2 separate regions of the Triticum aestivum genome follow, and region 1 is linked to region 2. A link is a contact called in public Hi-C data. All regions are on one chromosome and are shown on one strand. The core of a region is the stretch at or near the end of the contact, and the rest is flanking DNA. Distances in the headings are between cores, read along the strand shown.

Region 1 (3,914 bases), core at 562-3,061, 590 kb before region 2:
GCTGCTTTCCTTTTCCGATGCAGATTCTTCCTTTCACCATCAACTATTATATCACCAATTCATCCTCTAAGATCGATCCCCTAAAAATTACTGGACATATATTCTGATTCTGATTCTGACAAATAGATAGGCCTAAGCACCAACTGCCTGCCACTACCACCTGCTGCCCCGCTCTGCTTAGGAAGAATACAAGCATGATGATATTCCAGTGCAGGACATATGTATAGACACACTAGCTGCTATGATAGCTAGACTAGAGAGAGCAGCTAGATTAGATTACCCAACCACAAGAGAGAAGAACACCCACATTTTTTTGGTTCTAATTTGTTAGCCTTGTTGTACTATCTACCATGCCCTGTTTGTTTCAGGCTTTCAGCTAGCTGCTGCAGAAGTACAGATTGTGAGCTTGGATCAGCGATGGCTGCACAGGTCCGACAGCATCTTCCTGCCTTCCACAATCTCATCGAAGAAGTCGTCCAGCTCGCCGACGACACCCTCGGCTCCTGACCTCAGCATCCTGACCCATCCTTTGATGATCTCCACCCTCTCGGTGATCTCGCCAGGGTCGCCGTACCCCATGGCGACGATCCTGTCGAACTCTGTCTTGAGGCTCTCAATGCCGGCCCTGGCCTGCCGGAACTCGTACATCATGATGCCGGAGCCGGAGTGCTCGCCGGCGACCGCCTCCATCTCCTCGGCGACACGCTGGCGCAGGCGGCCCATGGAGGAGACGTAACCGGCGCCCGAGGTGCGGAATGGGTGCGCGCAGCAGGCGAGGTCCGGGAGGCAGGAGACGGTCCCTGAGACGAGGAGCATGAGGAGGAAGGAGCTGGCGTTGCGCAGCGCGTAGAGCACGCCCCGGAAGCCGTTGAAGGCGTTGAGCTTGAACTCCACGGGCGACCGGTCGTCGAGCAGCAGCGACGCCGGGTCGATCCTGGTCTCGGCGAGCGCCCGGTTCTCCTGCTCCAGCCCCACGGCCTGCCGCCGTGGCGCGTTGATCGCACGCATCACCTGCACGCATTTGTGTGATCAATGGAGGCCAAAGCTATGGGCGTGAGCAACTGAGCATGCACGCATAGGGAGGCAGGAGAGGAGAGGAGCGTACCTGGCGGGCGGTGTGGGGGTTGGGGTTGCAGAGCCAGTCGTCCAGCGCGGCGTCGATGCGTGCCGCGGAGGCGCAGTAGGTGTCGAGGGCGGAGGCGCCGGCCTTGACGACCTGGCAGGCCTCCCAGAGGCGGGAGGTCTCGTCCATGTACTCGTCGAGCCAGCTCTCCCCTGGCGGCAGGTGGAGGCGCTGCACGAGGTGGACGAGCTGGGAGTGCAGCGACCGGAGCAGCGCCGCGGCCTGCTGCAGGAAGGGCGCCGACATGAAGGCGGCGTCTGGCGACGAGGCCAGTGTGGCGTGGAGCGCGTCGAGGCCGTGGGCGATGGACGAGTAGAAGCCGTTCATGACTGGTTCTGCCGCCGACTCAAGTTTGTGCGTGTGTTTGCTGGAACGGTGAGAGCAGAGTGTGGTGGTGCATGGGGGATTGAGGCTGAGCTGGAGCAGAGGATCAGCCTATATATAGAGGATGGAAGGGAGAGGAGAGGAGGCGAGTGTGTTGGTGTATGAGGAAGCAATGATGGGGTGTCCGGCGGTCAGGGGGAAGGATGATTGGGGACTGGGCAGAGGGCCATCGCCATTGCCAAGACTGCTCTGCTCGCTCGCTTCTCTCTTGATGACCACCACTCTGCCATCCCTTGGCCTCGCCATGAGAGAGGAGTACTAGTAGTAGCTAGCATGCATGGGAAAACGTACTCAGTCAGCTAGCCTATCAGCTACCCAGCCAAGCCAGTTTTCCCATGAATCTCACTCCACTCCGCTCCGTCCCTGTCTTGAGTTGTACGTACTCCTTCCAGGCTCAAGGGGGACCATTGCCATTTGCCCCAGGCGATTAATTACTTGCTGGTGCTAATCAAGGAAAAAAAATGCGCCAGCAGCAGTACTCAGCACTTGGAGCTGGCAGCTGGCATTGCTGCCTTTTTTCCATATTCTGCAGCAGCCAAGCCATTGAATCCGGGTGGGGGGCCTGTGTGCCGGCCTCGGATGGGCGCACCATCAAGCAGCAGGGAAGCAAAGAGAAACACACGCTGCCCCTCCCCTGTCTGCCCCTCAACGGAGCCCCTCTTCGTTTTTCTGGAAACCCACGTTATGTGCGTTAGGTGCCCACATTACACTTTCATATCACTACGTACAGAGTGCATCGCTCGCCATTGCACCCAGCCACAAAATTAATGCGACATATACCATATGGCAGTTGCAGCCAAATGCATTACTACTACTGTAGTACTATGTATTTTCGTTCTTTTCTTTTCTTTTGTCTGTGTAGTGTAACCGGGTGGGTAGGAGTTGAACGGCGGGAGCTGCTGCTTCTTCTAGACGTAGTACGCCTGGCATGCACCGCACCAATGTGTGTCACGCAGAGAAGCAGCAGAGGGGGAGGAGGAGGAGGACAAAGTTTCAAAGGCGGGCATGGAATCCGAGAGATTTGTCGAAAAGCCTTGCTAGTAGGACGTGCTGTGCTGTACTTGCCCGTGGATCAATGGTTGCTGGCTCGGCTCGCTGGAATGGGATGCCAATGGAATGGAATGATGGGTTTCCTTGTACCCGTACAAATCTCCCTCTGTCCTCGCTACAAGAACCCCATTTCCATGGCGTGGCCGCCTTTTGAGGCGTCTCCCTCTCACCCGGGCCTCCAACCCGGCCAGCAATCATGCCCAATATATGCCCGTGCCCGGCCTCCCCTCCTCTCCCCTCCCCGTTTCTCTAGGGCACATGTTGGGTCGTACGTGCCAGCATATACTCCCTCTATCTACTCCTTGGAAAGTTGGCGTTTGTTGGACAACCACCATCTACAGCTTTGACCCAACACGACAACAAATTCTAGTAACAACAGTATCAGAAATACTTTTCAAGAAAAAAAATCTATGAATGCATATCAACTTCAAACATCAAATTCAAAATTTACAAATCTATAAATAATAGCGCGACTCCTCTGGTGACCTGAGGGCCGCAAGAAACCCTAGCCGCTACCGCCAAGGCCCTAACCCGCGGTCAGCCCCAGCCTCATTCCTTGCGGGGGTTGAGGGTGGGGTCCTCTCCCCTCACACCCCCTCAAGCGGTGGAGCCTGGACCCATCGGAGCAATGACCCTAGTATTGATTGTGGTGCCCCTAGGACATTGTATAAAAATTGTAATATCACCAAAATACTTTTCAAATACAAATCTTGCATATGTTCCTCAAGTATCCAATAAACATTCTAAATATAAAAATAATCAAAACACGTGAACATGTCTAAAATGTATGCTTTTCGAGAAGCAATTATACAACTTTGGATCCAGGTCACGGACCTCACGGTTGGCGATTTGCCACCACCCTCCTCTCTTACAAGGTTAAGATTACGATTGTTTTGTACTCTCTCCGTTCCTAAATATAAGTCTTTTTTAGAGATTTCAATAAGGACTACATATGGATTTATATGGACATATTTTAGAGTGTAGATCCACTCATGTTGCTTTGTATATATGTAGTCCACATTGGAATCTCTACAAAGACTTATATTTAGAAACAGAGGGAATAGTTTAGTAAAGTTAAGACTTAGGTTCACCTTCATTACTCTAACGTATGTGAGGATATATTGTATCAGGTGCGCAGACAAGCCTAAGGCTACCAGGGCCACAGCATGGGTCGTGAGGATATATTGCTTCGTTTATGTAGCGATTTTACCACTATTTAGCACTGTAGCTAGTGTTTAGCCCAAGGTTTTCCCGGGGCTTGGCACAATCCTGGCTACGGCACTGCATTGCATGTTGTACAACTAAATTCAACGGTGGGTCGGCCGAATGGGGGTCACAATGTGGTGATAGGGTTTGT
Region 2 (3,875 bases), core at 507-3,006:
GTTGATGATATTGTGATTGCTGGCTCTACCCCCGCCGTGGTGGATCGTCTTGTGCAGTCATTGTCTGCTAGCTTTCCCATCAAAGGTTTGGGTCGCCTCAAGTACTTTCTTGGTTTGGAAGCGTCCTTTCATTCAGGGGGCATGACCTTGACGCAGAAAAAGTATGCTTTGGATCTTCTTCATCGCGTTAACATGGAGAACTGCAAGGCCACTTCCACTCCGGTTGCTACTTCCGAGAGTCTCTCACGTCATAGTGGTGCACTACTGGGTAGAGCTGACTCCTTTCGGTATCGCAGTGTGGTTGGAGCACTTCAGTATTTGACCCTCACTCGTCCTGATATCTCCTTCGCAGTGAACAAAGTGTGTCAGTTCCTGTCTCAGCCAACGGAGGATCATTGGGAAGCAGTCAAGCGTATTCTGAGATATGTCAAAGGTACGCTAGACATGGGACCACGGATTCGTAAGTCCAGATTTACCGGAGTGAGTATATTTACCGATGCAGACTGGGCAGGCTGTGTTGATGATAGGCGCTCCACTGGTGGTTTTGCTATATTTGTTGGACCTAACCTTGTATCTTGGAGCTCGAAGAAGCAACCCACAGTCTCGAGATCAAGCACCGAGGCAGAATATAAGGCATTGGCCAATGGCGCGGCTGAAGCCATTTGGATAGACTCAGTTCTCACAGAACTTGGAGTCCCACGGCAGCGCACTCCTATATTATGGTGTGATAACTTAGGGGCAACTTACCTGACGGCGAATCCAGTGTTTCATGCTCGGACCAAACACATTGAGATTGATTTCCATTTTGTGAGAGAACGAGTAGCTGCTTGTGAACTGGAAGTCAGGTTTATTTCTACAGATGATCAGTTAGCGGATGTATTTACTAAACCCGCTACTAGACAGATGCTAGACCGTTTTAGAACCAATCTAAATCTTGTATGTAGTTCAGATTGAGGGGGCATGTAAAGTAGGGTCTAGTATATTGTCCTTATACACGTATTCGTATACGTATGTAATTGTAATTGTGATCGTCTATATATTAAGACGTGAGGCTGGATGTCAACCACCCACGCAAAACCCTAAACCCTGTGTTTAACTCTATGCTATGAGCTGTGAGCCAACCGGCGACAGGAGAAGGCGGGTTGCTAGCGAGCACAAGGACGAGCGCAGGCGGCGCGAGTGGAAGGCGAGCGCGGCGACGAGGGGGAGCTGCGCGAGATGGAGATGCGTGAGTAGGAGGAAGGTCTCCGGGGGAACCGTTCTTTTGCTAAATCCAATGGCCGTGGCTACTGGCATCCGGCGCCTAGGCCGATCACGCGCTATAGTGCTGGCCTATGAACAACACAGTTTTAAAAGACTTTCTTCTAGCCGGCCCTCCTCAACGCCCATATTTTCCGCCGCCACTGCTCCTCAGCCGACCCAAATGAAACTTTGTCAATCTTTCGTTCGTTAAGCACTGTTCGTCTGTAAGAAACAGATGTGACCTCATAAAACCATTTTTCTGCCCTGTTCCTGGCTCTCCTCTGCAATGAACGGACGGTCACACTCGCACGAAACACGCCACCTCACTTTGCTCAATCCACGAAAACTTTGCACGCCCAAAATAAAAGGGGAAACAAATACCAGACGCAACATCCGCAGCACAGCGCAACCACTGCCGCGAGCTCGGTTGCCTTCCTTCCCAGTCACTGAAGCATGGACCAGCGCGCAAGCGGGACCCGGTACTCAGCGACGAGACGGCCGATGCCGCAGCGCGCCGAGGAGTAAAAGCAGTAGCCGCAGGGGCGCAAAGCCAAGCTGTGTCAGCTGTATTGACTCGGCGGGGGCCCACCGGTCAGCCTGCGAACGTTCCTTCTTCCGCCGGATATTTTAAAAGCCAAGCAGCTCCCTTCCGTTACTTTCCGAGTCGCCGCCGCTTCCAGCTCCTCCGCCGCGCTACACCGTCGAGCTCCTCGCCGGCACAGTCCCGCCACCGTCTCCGTGGGCCACGAGGGAGCCGCTCGGTTTCCCCAGGGACCCTGCTCCGGCGCCATGGCTTCCAGGTGAGCTCCCGGTCGGCCTCTCTCGTTCTCCCAACTTCCACGTGCGTCCCTCTCCCGCACCAGTTGGCTCACCTGAGCTCCGATGATCCCTTCGGGTACGGCGGTTGAGATTTCACGCCGGGTTAGTTGTGCCTTGCTTCCGATTAGGAGCCGTAGTGCTTAGGTTGGGCTGCTCAAAGGTTCGCTTGGTTTCCAGAACTTGCGATTCGATTCCTGAAGCGCCAAATTGTTAATCGGATTCTTCCTTGTATATTTCTGTTGATTAGCTCAACTTCAGGTTACTTCTGAAGCGTACAGGCATGCGAAACCTCATTTCAGTTCGTTGCAGTTTGGCTTTTAGCCCCTCCAAGCTCCAAATAAATAGGAATTACTTGCAGAGCGTACTAGGTTGACGACTTATGTACTGCTCAGTACAGTCCTGTCGAATTATATTCAATACTAGTACCATTGGCTGGAGTTTTGCTGCAGGTACAGTACGAGTCCTGAAGCTAACTATAACCCGCAAAAAAAAACTATAACTGGAAAACCCCACCGAAATTGATCAATTTAGCCTTATTTTAACTAGGGGAGCATGGTGACTCTTTAGGAGAATGCAAATGCTTATAGTTATCCTCTAGTATGATGCGTTTGAAGTGCCATTGGTTTAATACACATGCTTGGTCCATGGGTTCAGATTTTAATTTAAGATGCTTCACAAGATATAAGCAGCGAAAATTGATTTAATAATTGGATTACTGTTGATTGGAAGAGTTCCATTATCTTGCAGAAACCCTCCGCTAGTCACTCATGTTGATCCCGACGCCCCTCCTGGGAGAAAAGCACCAGACATTGGCAACAGGCATGTAAGCTTCCCTTGATCAGTAGTGTCTTAAAAAAATAAAATAATCTGAAAACATCTTCTGAACCTTATTCTCGTCAATGGATATCTTGGAAGCAATCATCATGCAAGCTAACACAACCCGTTGTATTTCTGGCTCATATATTCTCCAGATCTACGATGGGAACTTCCTGTGTTGATGACACAGACCTGGAAGATGTTAAGGCCTCAAAAGATAGAGATATGCCTTCACACTTACTCATGCTCCCAAACATTCAGAATCAGTCCCTTCTGTCTGGTTTTGCTTACTGCATAGCATCCTGCAGCATGATTTTAGTTAACAAGTTTGTGCTGTCTGGCTATGGTTTCAACGCTGGAATATTCCTGATGATTTACCAGGTAATTTTATATTACTGACTGTATACTTCTCATGCAATTGTGTTTTCCTTCTGCGTTGTATCTATGATGGTTGGGTGACATTGATAGTGTCTTCATCACGTTTTACTGCAGAACATTGTATCAGTGACCATAGTTTCTGCACTGTCCCTCTCTGGTGTTATCCCAACTGAACCATTAACATGGAAGTTAATCAAAGTTTGGTTGCCTGTGAACATTATATTTGTCGGGATGCTAATCACAAGCATGTTTAGGTATGTGTCAGATCTTCATATTATTTAGCTGAGCGCTATTTTCTGTGCATATAGTTAGTCTGTACTTGTATCCAATTTGGTACCAGAATATGGACTCCTTTACTGAATTTAAGCACTTAATTATTTTTATTGTTAAATATTCTTTCAGTTGATAAAATATGAAAACCACACTTTATTTCTTCGTTTCACTCTCACATGTCAGAACTATGTGTAAGGAACACCCCCCTTAATCAGTGTTCATGCTTAAGTTTTGACAGCTCATAAAGTTCATTTAGGGAGAAAATGTTTTTTTCTGCTGACATTTGGTGGGTATTAAAATTTGTGATGAATATTTGTTGCAGCTCGTCTGCTCTTGTTGTGTTCATG

What was found. Hi-C and Micro-C count contacts between places; a contact is called where the count stands out from the background.
Region 1: a Hi-C map of leaf shows a contact between it and region 2, with 5 times the contacts expected there. The contact joins the promoter of LOC123166241 here to the promoter of LOC123169506 in region 2. A contact is called at or near these places in 2 of 5 Hi-C or Micro-C datasets (both in leaf).

Annotation. Positions count from the first base shown.
Region 1 is chr7D:413,670,007-413,673,920 of IWGSC CS RefSeq v2.1, reverse strand. LOC123166241 reads right to left here and starts at 1,811. Exons shown (of 2, transcript XM_044584013.1): 1 at 1,106-1,811; 2 at 82-1,011. The coding sequence starts at 1,450. The coding sequence ends at 412.
Region 2 is chr7D:413,084,706-413,088,580 of IWGSC CS RefSeq v2.1, reverse strand. LOC123169506 (GDP-mannose transporter GONST1) reads left to right here and starts at 1,756. Exons shown (of 12, transcript XR_006484861.1): 1 at 1,756-2,042; 2 at 2,809-2,880; 3 at 3,033-3,258; 4 at 3,370-3,509.